2 separate regions of the Siniperca chuatsi genome follow, and region 1 is linked to region 2. Evidence: chromatin contacts called from public Hi-C data. All regions are on one chromosome and are shown on one strand. The core of a region is the stretch at or near the end of the contact, and the rest is flanking DNA. Distances in the headings are between cores, read along the strand shown. Region 1 holds the start of rsad2 (radical S-adenosyl methionine domain-containing protein 2). Region 2 overlaps rnf144aa (probable E3 ubiquitin-protein ligase RNF144A-A).

Region 1 (7,063 bases), core at 3,237-5,736, 38 kb after region 2:
AGTCTGCAGAGAGTCCCCAGCAAAATGAGGTTCAGTCTAGTTTGACTATTATTTCATTAAACTAATCTCTCACAAGAGTGAAGTGAAACCTTTGCTAAATGTAATGTATAACCTCACGTGAAAATGTTTGGAGCAAGTTTTTGTTTTTGTTTTTTGTTATATTTATAGAAGACAATACAGACTTTTTCAGGGACAGAATGATATAAGTCCTGGACTTATTTCCATTGTTGTCCTTGGTGTTTACACAGTGCACCAACCCTTATCAAGACTGAGACAGTCATCAAAATATTGCTACAGCTCTCATGATTTGAACTTCCATATAAAATGTCCATTTACCAACAAAGGGCAAAGTAGAACAATAGAATGTACTTTGTAACAGCTGTTGTCTACCAGGTTTCTAAAACAAGTAGAGACTTGTCCCCAACAGTATAGATAACAGGACAGACCAGTCTGCTCAGTTTAGCAAGGATAAAAATGTCTACATAATGGCATGGCCCAGCACCTGCTGGGGTGCCTGATGCAGTGGCCACACACTGAACTCATGACAGTGAGTGGGTGGACTAGTTCTTGCTCAACTTGAGGATTACAAGGTTAGAATTCCTTTCAGTTGTCAAAGTCATTCATGGCATCTATTCAACTTACTTTAATGGAACTCTCATGTTATTACAGGAGCCAGTGTGACCAGTGTCTGCTCTGTTATGCAGATCAAATCAGTGCAAATCACTTCTCAAAACTTGTCTTTTAAAAAAAGCTTTTAATTAATGTTAGCACACTGTTTTATTTCCAACATGTCTTATTTGTATTATTATTATTATTATTGTTGTTTTTATCTATATTGTATACGATACTATATTATTATATTATTGTTGGGTATTATATTCCATTTTATTTTTGTATTATTTTAATTGTTTGATTTTATTAGCCTCATTGCAGTCCAATCGTTGTTCAACCATGTAAAGCACTTTGTAACTTTGTTTTGAAAAGTGCTGTATAAATAAAGTTTATTAATTAAATCAGTGCAAATGATTATATATTATTTATTAATATAGTGGGATGAAATTTAAGGAAACAAATTGTTCATGAACAAAATGTAGTTATATTGAAGTTGTTAAACCCGAAAGTGATGTATAATGTAATTATTACATAATCTTATAGCTGTTTATCTTATGCCAGCACCTTCAGGCTGGCCTTTAATTGGCCATAATGGAACAATGTGGCTTTTCATGATAATTTAGAGTGCTACATGCTGACAAAAATAAAATAAAACACTTTAACAATTTTTCTAATGAAAAATGTTTTTATTAAATTATATTTGCTCTGCAGTGCAAGGAAACAAAAATATATCTCTCAATCAATCAATCAATCAATCAATCAATCATCTATCTATCTATCTATCTATCTATCTATCTATCTATCTATCTATCTATCTATCTATCTATCTATCTATCTATCTATCTATCTATCTATCTATCTATCTATCTATCTATCAAAACAACAAAGTGCAAAAAATCTGACTTTGAATTTAGCATGTCTTAACACTGTTTTTCAACAACCAAGCTGTAAATTAAGTTATAAAAATAACAGACACAAATAAAGATAAAAACATTCATACTGTACAAATTATCAGTGCAATCACTCAACAAAGGTAAATCAAAATGGAGTTGCAGATTTTCACCACTGCAGCTTCATGTTGGCTTTGCTCCACACATATTTCCCTCCTCTCTTTAGAAACATCTTTTCATCAAAGCCACTGAAGCTAATGGCATCCTTCACACCAACATCGAGGATGGACTTGGACGGGTCCTTCCTGCCTGCTCGACAGTCCAGGAAACGCATCTGAAAAATGAAGAAAGACTAAATCAGTTACACATTTAAATGCTCTTCAGATGTGTTAAGTTACCTGTGTACTGAACAGTTTTTAGATTATTCCTCATTCAAATACCTAAAAACTTGCAAATTTAAATGTTCAGAATTAAGCCAAACTTAAGCCTTTCAACTCCAATCAAGCAGTCACCATTTAATTACTTCTAATTGCCCCAAACTTGGAGGGAAGTGCTTTTACTTCAACATCTAACAAAACTTAAGCAAACTTAATGGCCCATTCACACTAACAGTTAAATTAAGGAAAGACCACGGGCTGTGAAAGTAGCAATCTCAAGAGGAGTGTGTTTAGTCCATAAACAATATAAGGTACTTACATATTCATCCAGGATCAGGTAGGAATTCCTCATCTGTGAAGACAACCAAGACCACAAACTTCAGTTTTGTTAGTCTACGGCCTGGCATCTGATTCCCAACATTGTCACACTATTTACTTTGCTAACAACACTGCTGATGTTGTTCCACCCAATAGAAAATGTCCTACAAAAATGTTTCAGTATTATTACTGACAGGATGAGTTGGTCTCTGCCACGGTACATTGTGGGTGGGCCTTGATCCAATGAATATAGCTGACATGCTACATGACCCTTATGGTTATATAATACTTTACATTTGCACGCACAGAATTCCATTCTTGTTTCAGTTTCTCCAGTAACCTGGAATTTGATCAGTCAGCTTTGAAACTGGGTCATAATAACCTAGTTACGACTGTACTCCAATTATGAGACACCTAATTAGATTTCTTGCTTACTTTGATATTTAACAGTTTACTATCTCTTTTCCATTCACTTTTTAACAATTCACTGTCTGTGCAATCTGATGTGCACAGTGTGATGGGTACATTTGGATGACAGTATTGTGACCATTGTTTATTATCATTTATACTATTGTAAAATCAGAGAGACAGGTGGCAGAGTGCTAAATCTGGGCAGGACATTGCAGTGAATGGGAATATTATGTAGGAACAGATAACATGGGCGTTCATTTTCACTCATTCATTAAACTGTGACAGATTTTGGTGAAATTGAACTTGCTATCATTCTTTTAGAGACGTCACAGTATCTCAACATGTTAGCACATATAGACAGTAGAGGTGTCAAAGGTTTGTATAAAATGCTTACCCAAAATAAGATGTTTCTGAGTATATGGGCATAAGTTTGTGAATTTAAACGTATCTACAGTCATATTTGTTGCCACTGTTAACAATCTCATACCTTCTCATTGGACTCCGGAACAAGGCAGGAGATGCTACTGTGTCTATCCAGAAACTCCTGAAACAGTTGGTCACTGATGACGAACCTCTCTGCCTCTCTCAGGGCTTCCTCTCCTGCATTTTCCCCGTCAATCAGCAGACACTGGAACACCTGAACAGAGGAAGCACAGACAGAGAGGGTGAGTATGTGTGTGTCAAGAAACTCATACACACCAAACATATACACTCTGCCTTTCTATTGTTACCTTCCAGCGGACTGGGTTAAGCTGGGTGATGGGCTCCGTCATGTCTTCGTCCATGTTGAAGGTGTTGATGACCGAGTTGATCTTGAATGCCACTTTGTACTGCTGGCACCAGTTGCGAATCTTGTGAAGGTTGTCAACGTGGCTCTTACGGCCCTGAGTTCTGCCAATTAGCTGGTTGGTTGCTTCATCAAAACTGTCACAGGAGATGGCCAGGATGTCCAGATAGTCACCTGGTGGAGAGAGAGAGAGAAAGAGAGAGAGAGAGAGAGAGAGAGAGAGAGAGAGAGAGAGAGAGAGAGAGAGAGAGAGCATATTTTTTTAAGATCAAGCATAACATTTGCTTTGGTGCCAAATTAAGGCATTATTTCTTCTTCTTAGACTAAAACTATGCTCCCATCTAGTGTACAATATGGTAAAAAAAAGTTAAAATAGAGCAATACAAAACAAGAATGAATTTGTCCTACAAAGTTGACACTAATTTGGAATCTTACCATATTTCTGGAACCATTTTTCTTTGATCATGCTCCCATTGCTGACAATGCTGACACTTGGGAGCTGGAGGTCCAGTTTACAGAACTGAACTAATTTCCCCAGAAATTCTCCTTTCTCATGCAAAAAAGGCTCTCCTCCAGAGAAGTTGATCTTTTCCATGCCTGATAAACAGAGAGATGAATTTAACCTCATGCAAGAGGTTTGACACCACACAACAGAGCAGAATATACTGATCTGTCAATCTTACCTGATTCCTTCAGAAGTTTGAGGCCCCTCTTGGCTTCCTCTAGAGGCAGGACGAAGGAGGTTTTTGCAGTGTGGAAACAAAATCCACATTTGTAATTACACTTGCGTGTAAAGTGATAGTTGACACTTGTTGGAGTCATCGCATTTTGGACTTTCCTTTGATCCAGATTGCTGTCAACAGGTGGAACGGGTGAAGTTGTTCCCTTGCAGGCTCCTGCTGTCCAGTAACAAACTGTTGAAATGATGCTCGCCATAATGCAGTGCAGGGTGCTGATGCAGAGCTGCAGCAGCAGCTTCGGAGACGCGACCACAGGGGAGAACTGCATCTTCAAACCGACCGAATCACACCTGCTCTGTTCGCACTGTTGACAGATCTTATATAGAGGGCTGCAGGGCGTACATTAACAAAGAGAAGGAAAATAGAGCAGCTGAGTTTCTGTTTACAAACATCGAAAACGAAACCCAGCTGGGTGCGTGACCGGAACACCGGCAGATGACCCAGCGATAAAATATGATGCTGAGGGCGAAATTATAATGCGTCCATACAGTAAATACACTTTCAGCCATTATACAGATGCAACAGTATGACGAACGAGGAACTTTATAGGAAGCTTAAAGGGTAGGCCTATATGCGATTATATAGATATTGGTGATATACCATTCATAATAATGCATAGTTGTAACAGTGCTGTTGATGGCAAAAAACTCTGCACAGCAGTCAGATGTTTGGTAATGGTTGCCTGCTGACGTTCTTTCTATTTTTTCGTGCTTATGTCTGCATCCTTGGCTTGTTTTGAGCGCGTCTTCAATACCTTACTGTCAATAAAAGATTATTAGTTTTCAGAGCTATGCAGAGGCAATTTGTTTTCTCTTTCTTCCACCCTTATTCATCTCTGTTTCCTTAATAATAAGTAATTTCATCCCAAGTTTCTTTTCTTTTATGTATACATTCACAATTTCTCACCCCCAGTTCCCTTAATGCCCAGCTTCTGCGGTTTTGAAAGTGAGCACCTCTCAATATAATGTCAAAGAGACACCACCTTTCTGTGACACAACCAGCAAGTATTTGTTGGTATATGATGTCAAAGAGACACCACCTTTCTGTGACACAACCAGCAAGTATTTGTCCTAACGATTCTTCTATAAACATAACTCGGGGTCAAGGAAAGTGTTTCTCAGAATCAGCAACAAAGGCTTTAACTTGCACAACCCATTTCAGAGTAATCGCAGAGTTTCATTTTGCCTTTCAGCCCGGTAAGTTTCGTTTTCTCTGCAGCGGTCAGTTTACATAATGCCTCGCAGTTAGTATCAGTGCACCAGATTGGAAACTGATCACAACGTCTCGTGTAACAGATGGCACGGCGCGCAATGTCTCTTCTTTCTCAGTGGTCCTCTCGTATTTTTTCAGTGGAGCTGGATGGAGCACCCTTCTACTTCTCAATTCAAGAAACGCACCGGAGAGAAGAAGTGCCGCGGGTGTTCAGAGAAGTCCGAAACAATGGCAGGTGTTACTCTCTCCTCGTCTGCAGCGACGACAGAATCAGACGAGCCAAGTTTTACGGGGAGCTGAAAGGGAAATTGCTGAGAGGCTTGCCTCCAGAGTGTGATTTGTCTCCTATGTCCTCCTTTCTGCCAAATGTCAAGGATTCTCTCATCAAGGGGTACTTTTTAAAAGATAATTCTGAGAGTTCATCCTCGTCAGAACGGCTTTTACGACGTTTAATACAACATGATCCAGTGTTTGTGTGTTCATACTTCAGACGTGAGGAAGGCCAACTGTGGACTCAGCATCTGTGGTCTCATGCAGACAGCCAAACTATGGAAACGTCAAAGGAGTACTATGTGGTACCCTCAGAAGCGCCACAATATCACCCATCTACTCTCAACATCATCAACTCTGATGTTTTCTACAGTTTTGAGGAGGCCTATGAAGTTATAAAAAAGGTGCTTATAGTCTCATAATAATATGCACAGACCAGTTTTACAATCACATAAGCGAATAGTGTAGAGATATTGATTTATTTGCAAGATAAAATGGCAAAATGGCACACTCATGTGGCAGAGGAAGGTACAGCAGTGTAAACCAAGTGCCCCACTTGATTCTTCCATTTATCTATCAGTGCCAGGTGGCCCACAGTAGTGCGTTTGTTCATGTGCGTCACAGTCTATGACTCCCTCCTGCCTCCTCTCACAGCAGCACAATGATTGTGTCTGTTCTGCAGTGTGGTGACATCATCCCAGAGGCGTCGTCTGTGCTGGAGCTGCTGCCCAGCCGAGCGGAGGCCAGAAGTAAACCAGACTTCCCTGTTATTGTCATAGAGGGCCTGGATGCCACAGGTTAATGCCATTACCTCATAAATAAATATGGGATCTGTTTGATGTATAGATGTCTTGCTCAAGTGATGGCCCGTTGTTCTCTGCTAAAGCCATTATCTGCCAGTGAGCTTCGCCTAATGGAATATCATGTATCATGACCTCAGGAAAGTTACATCACTGTGAAAATGGTTTATTGAAGAGTGCACTCATCTAATACTCTTTGCAAACCTCATGAAAACTCAACCATGTAGGTAGGATGGGAGTCAACTTTTCAAGAGTCACTTCACTCCCTTATTACATTTAAAACATATGACGAATTCTACCTTTTGCTCTCTGAACACTTACTCAGTCTTTGTGTTTCTTCTTTGTTTGTGAGGTGACTCTTTCCTCCCTCCTTCTTCCCATCACAGGTAAGACCACTCTGACTGAGTCTCTGAGAGATACTCTGGGGGCCGCTCTCCTGCGGTCCCCTCCCCAGTGCCTGTCTCCCTTGAGGGCCCGCTTTGATCAGGAGCCGCCCCTCATCCGCAGGGCCTTCTATGCTCTGGGGAACTACATCACAGCAGAACAAATAGGCCAGGAGGGCATGAAGACACCTGTCATCATTGACAGGTAAAGACAGCTGAGATGTTGTGAAGTTTGTCTGTTTTGTGACCTGGTTTGTGATAGA
Region 2 (7,321 bases), core at 1,868-4,367:
GAGGAGGGAAGATGAAGGGTATGCAAGTCAAACATTGACAGGTTCTTATGTATCTGTAAATCAACAGAGACTAAAAAACTAGTAAAAAACAAACAAACTAAAAACTAGTTCACATTTTACGTTTTAGTATAATATGAACATAATTTTTTATTTATTTAAAAAAAATTAAAGGAATTGTTTGACATTTTGGGAAAAATGCTTGAGAATGGTATCGATGTTTTCATCTAACTCTCAGCAACAAAACAAATGTGTTTTTCAAAATGTCAAACTATTCCTTTAATTAGATAAAATCTTACTCTAATATTTTGATAAATCCCCCATGTTCTCTGTGTCTTTGCTAGAAATGAACTTTTTCAAGTCACAGTCTAAGCAATTGATTGTTGTAGAACAACATCAACAAATACTGTACATCCCCTTTGTTGTTGATTTGACAGGCCAGAGCCTTGTCTTGCCGAACCACAGGAAGCTAATGAGAGCTAATAGGTGTCATAGGCTTTAGGGACAATGAGCAGTACAACTACATGCTGGGATAAAATAGATCAGAGGCGGGGCCATGTCATTTCATGTCAGTCACTGGCAGATGTACAATGGCCCCTGGTTATAATTAGAGTGTGCTATGTGTGGAAGTATGAGTGAATGCACATGCCTATTACTAAGCCTTAACCCCCATCGAGAGCTAGCATGGAACTCTTAGTTTTTAATGTCAACGTGTGTTTACTCTATTCTTTCCTTGGCGGGGGCAAATGCTGCCCGTCAGCTTGACATGTCAGGACTGAGGAAGGAGCCTCTAGAATAAGCATCAATGCTCAGTGGAACAGAATATATATGGTATATGGTTGTATATTGCACTGAAGACTACTTCCTGCCCTAAATGATGAATGAGTGATTAAATAAGGGTGCTGAACCATACAGAATGAATCCCTGATCTATTTGACCCTAGCTGCTTTGAAATTTTGTGGCAAAAATGTGCAGAAGAAGTGGACTCTATAAACTATAAATGCTAGGAACAGAGCAGCATTTTAATCTTTGGACAGTGACAACATTTCATCGCTTAGTATTTGATGTATCAAAAGTCAGTGTGTGTATCATTATTGACAAACAGCCTGTGCTGTTTTTACAGGACTCTAGTTCCCTCTTCTGGCAAGCAGATTTACCATTAACATCAAGTAAATCATTATATTACAACACAACTACTTAATGACCTTCTGCTATACCATAGTGTTCATGAAAATTTACCTTCAGAATTCCTGCGGGTAGTATGATGTCTCTTACTGAGTTCTGGTCATGTAACGATCATCAAGGTATTTAGCTGACCATACTAACAAGCTATGTTGAGTAAGATGAAGCAGAGGCATTTATCCAATGACATTGTTAGACTACACGTAGCATTACTAGTAGTGTTGATACTAGTGTAGACTCAGAGCCATTAATCAACACTTTTGATGAAGATAACAATGGTACATTTAATTCCATGTGTTCTTTTTAAAAGGTGTCTTTCCTGTACAGAGGCAAGGTTTTCCTGTCTCTATCAACTGTCACTGAATTTACATTTGCATTGCAAGGACTAGACCTAAGGGGCTGATGATTACTCTGGTAAGAAATGAAAAAGAAAAAAGAAAAAAATCAAAATTCTAAATACACAATATTATGTTTATTTTTCAGACCTTTCTTTAATCTTTTTTTGTGTAAAATACTGGATAGTTTGTCTTCAGGCATCCAAAAAGTACAAAAAATAAGGAAAAATCTGTTGTGATTTAACTGCTCACAGTCATGTACCCTGTGATGGGGTGTCACAAGTAGATGCTGCTTCATATTAAGAGGTCAGAAGCAAAATAGGTTTAGGGAACCACTGGACTAGACTATATGGAGAAAATGTTTGCTTAGCCACTTTTCCTGTAAATATTCTATAGTTTCAAGATATTTTATGGACAAGACAAACAAGACACACACGCATTGATGCTATAGTATAAAAAGGTTAAGAGTTTGTTGGTTAGTTGGTTTCTAAGTGCAGAGCAGCAGAGGAGAGGATGCTGATGGGGAGCAGAAGGAGGACTTGGCAGCAAGGTGTTGGAAGGTAAAGCCAGAGCAGAGCAGCCTGATCGGCCTGCAGCCAGCACACGTGTGATATCAGAACCTTGTGTTCTATACAGAGCAGGTGCAAAGGCCTTGTGTCTTCTCTTTTCATCCATCCCTTTCTCAGCGATGGAGCTTGGCTCTCTGTCTCCTGTTTCTCTGATGTTCAGCTCTTTGTCTTCCAGGTGATACACTCCTCCCTGTCTCTCTGTCCATCTCTCCATTTCCTTCCTCACACCCCCCTCTCTCCCCCTGTATCATACTTCATTTGCTCCAGATAAGACATCAGCTTCAGCGCCCATCCACAAACTCTGTCACCATGATGCCCACAGATGGTAACTTCCTGTGGTCCTGCCCAGTGATTGGTGGAGAGACTTCCAAACAGAGAACAGCTGGTGAGGGATGATATATCACCGGGCGTTTGCACTTTCATTTGCAGGGTTGTCTTGTTAATGCTCCCAATCCAGCATCTGGCAGGAAATAGACACAAAGGCAGAGAGGGGGAGAGAACAACCTGTTCTTTGGCAGACCTTAACAAAAGGCTGACACATGTCTGATGAACAGACAGAGCTGCCGTGAATATGAAGGAAAGATGCTTGATGCAAGTAAAACAAAGGCTAAGAGGATGTGGACATTTTCTACAAAAAGGTTATTGTTAAGAGAATGAAACAATAAATACGCCTCCAGAGGATTAAAAAAAAAAACATTAAAAAGAAGTTAGTGTATGACAACTATTAATCCACCCATGTAGGAAGGTGAGAACAATTTAAAAATGACTAAAAATCCCACACTCTTGTGATATCAATTTTTGTGATGGTACATTATTTTGCTTGCTACTGTTTATTGCTGATTATCTCCATGAAGTAGTGCTCCTCTTGTACTATAGATCTTCCTGTTAATGGAAAGGAGAACTATACACTTTAAACACCAGAGGGAGCCATTTCACAACCAAATGGGCCACAAGACTTCCTCATGGTATGTTTGAGATGCATAAACTGTAATATTTCAATACCCTGGTGTGAATGAATGAGAGCAGAATCACAAAAAAACAACAACCTTTAATACCTGGTGTCACAGTGTTAGTGGAACTGTAGATATACTGAGATGCCGAGTCTACGTTGTGCAGAATTGATCCAAATATGCCATTTTACAATGTTGATATCTTTGTATCACCCAGGTCGATGTACTTTCAATTACTGACTAAAGACATTGTTAACCATCTCCAAATACAGACATCTTGTGTACAGACAGCATTTCCTCTGACAATAATCCACTTACTGAGGTGACCAATCAGGCCTGAAGAAGTCTGCTCTTAAAACAAATGCAAATACAACAAACTATGACGTAACACAGGCGTATAAAAAAACCCAAAAAAGTAACAGACACTTAAAGCCAACCTGCTGAATTGAGGAAGGCCAACCAACATTGTATATCATATGGCTGAACGTCAAAACATATTTCTTTAAAAAAGGAGGGAAAGAAATAAACTCAAAAAAAACCAAACAAGTCAGCTGGGTGATAGTGACAACGCTACCATTCCAAAGATCTTTAGAGGCTACAATATTGTAATATTTAACATGTAGAAGTCAGAGAAAAATCATGCAGCTTCATCTCTTGACACAACAGATTATAAAATATAAATTGTTGCTTGTAACTAAACTTGATCTTCGGATACTTGCAAAGTAGATATTGAGCCTTTGTAAAAATAACCTTCACCTTGCTTCCCAAATCTTAGAGACAAGCCCTCAGTCAAACTGTCCTAACCAACACCTGTGCTGATGTTTCATCTGCTTAAGTGGTTATATAGGCCTTTATGTCGAGCCCTGAAAAGCCTCTTCTGGCTCCAGTGTAGAAAATGATTATGCAATGTGACACTGCAGTGATTGTAATATTTGCTGTTTGGCCCTTTTATATCTGTTGCATAATACAGTATCTACCTGTTCAGTGGTGCCAGCAAACATAGATAAAGAAAAATGTTGTGTAAAAAATGGAAGTGGCCATGATTTTGTTCGACTTTAGTTACTTTAGTAAGACTTTGATGATGGTGATAATTTTGTGTTTAAATGAAGATTTTGAACTATTTGATATTAATCTTTATCCTGGTGATATCAGTCCTGATACATTAAGTTGTGAAACCTCTTAAGAAGTACGGTTGCAATCTCTCGTATGTATTGACTTTTCTAATAAATTGACATTGATTTCAGGTGCTAAAGTCCTCCATTAAACACAGCAGGCACCATACCACACACACATCACAGATCATATCAAGTAGTAAAACAATGAAACCCATATACAGTGCAGCGTTTACATAAAGAAGCATTAAAATATTTTCCACCCTGTAAAAACTGTTGATACATTACAAATATATAGTCAAAATGCACATACAATAGACAGCTCTGTTTCCTTATCCCTTCCAGGAAATCTGCTTGGCACGATTGTCATAAAAACAACAAAAGCTTGTGGAATTTAACTATTTTTGGGGCAAGCACCAAACTTCGATAGGTAGAAATTGGACTGGCTTTGATATCAAATTATCATGCTCATACAGTAGATGAGGTCAGTGAAAGCAACACAAGCTACAGGTAAGTTACTCTAAATTTAAGGCTACTAATAAGGATTATCATACTGGATATTGGAGCTAAATTTATGAGGACATGAGTGAGTTGCAGATTAGCTACTGTTGTTAACTATTAATCGCCTGTTTTGGTAACTGTAGCCACACCTCTCATGAAATGCTACATCAACACTGGTAACTTACACCAGAAGGGAGGGGAAAGTAAGCAGTACTAAATAGCTTATTCAAAACATTAGAATGGCTATGCATGGTAACAGAAAATAAGAAAAAAAGATTCGACTTCGTTCAACTATTAAAAGACATTTGAGATGCCCCCCCCCAAAAAAAATCAAGACATTATCAAATGAAAAATGGCCAAATTTTGTCCTGATTTTCAAGCTCACAAACTTGAAATATAGTTAAAACACAGATAGATAACAGCAACATAGATGCTGAAAATAAAATGGATGGTTTTTGAATAATTCCCTGATTAAATAAAAGCCATGATATGTATGCACATATATGGTGACATTCTGCAGCTTTCACTATATGAACCTACCCATGACATACACTTGATTATGACCAATCGATAGCCTTTTAAGAACGATAATGTACAAACTTGCATAGATAAAGTGATATAGTATAGAGCAGCTTCATAATTATGTGCCCGAAAATGGAACATTCTTTTATATTTACTCTATAGGCTTTTCTGACATCCCTGCAAGGAATAGCTGCTTGTTGTTGGAGGTCTAACTACCAACAAAACAAAACATTGACACTTGGACCACTAACATATGCAAGTTTGCAATTTGGGCCGGCAGGTATTAAGTCTCAAAGAGTGGGAGATCTGATCTGAGTTAAGCTTCAGATCGTTTGTGATGATGGTTGGGTGGATGTTGATTAGCTCTCCTGCTCAAAAAGGCTTAGGAAATACAGGCCCTAGGTCACACAAAACATCAGTTTAGGACAGTTGTTTGTTTTTTTTGTTTTTTTTTTTACAGTATGGCTATTAACAGTGTGGCATATGGATGACATCATAGAATCATCTGAATATAAAGGGCTTCACTGACTGTCTGTAATACTTGAAAATGCTGCTAAACATGCTTTCCATGGGATTAATGAATTTGACTTAACTCTCTTTAATGCACAGGGGGAAATGCCTGATTTTGGCTATTCTCAATTTAAGGCTATTAATTTCTATTTGGCTAAGCCACCACCTGGGGACTAAGAATTACAGGAGTGACATCTCTTTTAGTTAAGTATTAAAATAGTTCCACAACATGTGGATACAAAGTCCTCTGACAGACTTCACGTTAATGTTGAACTTAAAGGGGAGCACCACTCAATTTGGGAAATTTCTGGATCATAAACATCTGTAACATCTTCCGAATCTCTCTCTCTCTCTCTCTCTCTCTCTCTCTCTCTCTCTCTCACTCAAAGATGACTCCAAAGGTCTGCCAAAGAGAATGTATTAGAGAAATGGTAACAATAATGAAAAAAAGGACATTAGGGTATAAAACATAAGCTGAAAGTTGAATATAGCTAGTCTTCATTTTCACTTGACCACAGAAATTAAGTGTATTTATTAGATTTGAGTGGAAATCCCCTTTAATAAATGTACCTAACAGGTTGGAAAACACTCAAAAGTACAACACATAGACACTACTCTGAGCACAGTTCTATTAAAAGCAAGAGGTTATAAAACATTGACATCATCAAGAGGACGTGCTGTACATTGAGTTGAGAGTGACAACAGCCTCCCGTCTCTACCTCAGTCGTGAACATGACATAGAAATCACGTTCTGTGTGCAAATCGAGTGAACACCAGACATGCGTGGCGTAACTCTAATGCTACTGACTGAATCTGCAGAGCTACATCGAGTGTGGTGGCGGGGAAAAAGCTTTTGTTGCGTACGACAAACTGACAAAACAGAGCAATAAAGTAAAAGTTCTTTCTAAGGTGGCTCCTGCATGATATTGTCCATGCAAGAGAAAAGCATTTGCTTAGAGGAAATACCACACCACAGTAACCCACGACTGAGGACCACTTGAAGTGGCCCAGACTTCTTCCACGTCCCCAAACCACCAACGTCTCACACACATGGACTCATTGGTCCTTAGACAAGTCTGACCTCCTCCGACCTTTGACCCTGCACCTCTCTTCAGGCCAAGGTGTAGGGTCGCTTTTCTACCATGCCTCTCTCATGCAGAGCGATGGATCCCGAATCAGCCAGGGCTGGTGCAGGCTCAGCCCCAAAAAAATGAAGTGCTCAAAGCTGGTGGGAGGAAAAGAACGGAAAGGGGTGAAAAGGAAAAAAAGATGCCCCATCCTTGAAGCGGCTCTCCGCTCCAGCTCTGATGGCGTGTTTAAGTTGGCAATGGGTCGTCATCGCCTTTGCTGCACTTGCACTTGCAGCAGAGGACGATTGGAGTGGCCAGGAGGAGGAAGGGGGAGGCAACCAGCAGGAGCAGGCCGAAGCCAGCAAAGATCCCCACAACCTGCAGGGAGACATCAGCAAAAATGAAATACATTGTTTTAAATACAACACTCATACATACAGTAGCAGGTGCATGTAAGGGATGGGTGCAGTGATGTTACACTTAAAAGGGACAGTTCACCCCAAAATCAAAAATACATATTTTTCCTTTTACCTGTAGTGCTATTTATCAGCAACCAGGTCATGATTTCTGGAA

Evidence for each region. A called contact is a pair of places that touch in the nucleus more often than the background predicts.
Region 1: a contact with region 2 is called in a Hi-C map of liver, with 2.1 times the contacts expected there. The contact joins the promoter of rsad2 here to the enhancer-like site in region 2. A contact is called at or near these places in 3 of 3 Hi-C or Micro-C datasets (liver, skeletal muscle and an unstated tissue).

Annotation. Positions count from the first base shown.
Region 1 is chrLG15:15,718,998-15,726,060 of ASM2008510v1, forward strand. It overlaps rsad2 (radical S-adenosyl methionine domain-containing protein 2), which reads right to left and starts at 4,487. Exons shown (of 7, transcript XM_044166976.1): 1 at 4,079-4,487; 2 at 3,831-3,992; 3 at 3,340-3,569; 4 at 3,096-3,245; 5 at 2,199-2,231; 6 at 1-1,836. The coding sequence starts at 4,403. The coding sequence ends at 1,672. It overlaps cmpk2 (UMP-CMP kinase 2, mitochondrial), which reads left to right and starts at 5,330. Exons shown (of 6, transcript XM_044166975.1): 1 at 5,330-5,738; 2 at 5,838-6,021; 3 at 6,300-6,414; 4 at 6,804-7,005. The coding sequence starts at 5,431.
Region 2 is chrLG15:15,681,929-15,689,249 of ASM2008510v1, forward strand. It overlaps rnf144aa (probable E3 ubiquitin-protein ligase RNF144A-A), which reads right to left. Exons shown (of 8, transcript XM_044166977.1): 8 at 3,112-7,126. The coding sequence ends at 6,995. Among protein-coding and RNA genes, the nearest start is that of rnf144aa, 33 kb to the right of the region's middle. Within about 2 kb of position 3,118, the one cell type or tissue checked has an H3K27ac peak away from gene starts, as active enhancers do. A contact at or near this core is called in liver, where this site is marked.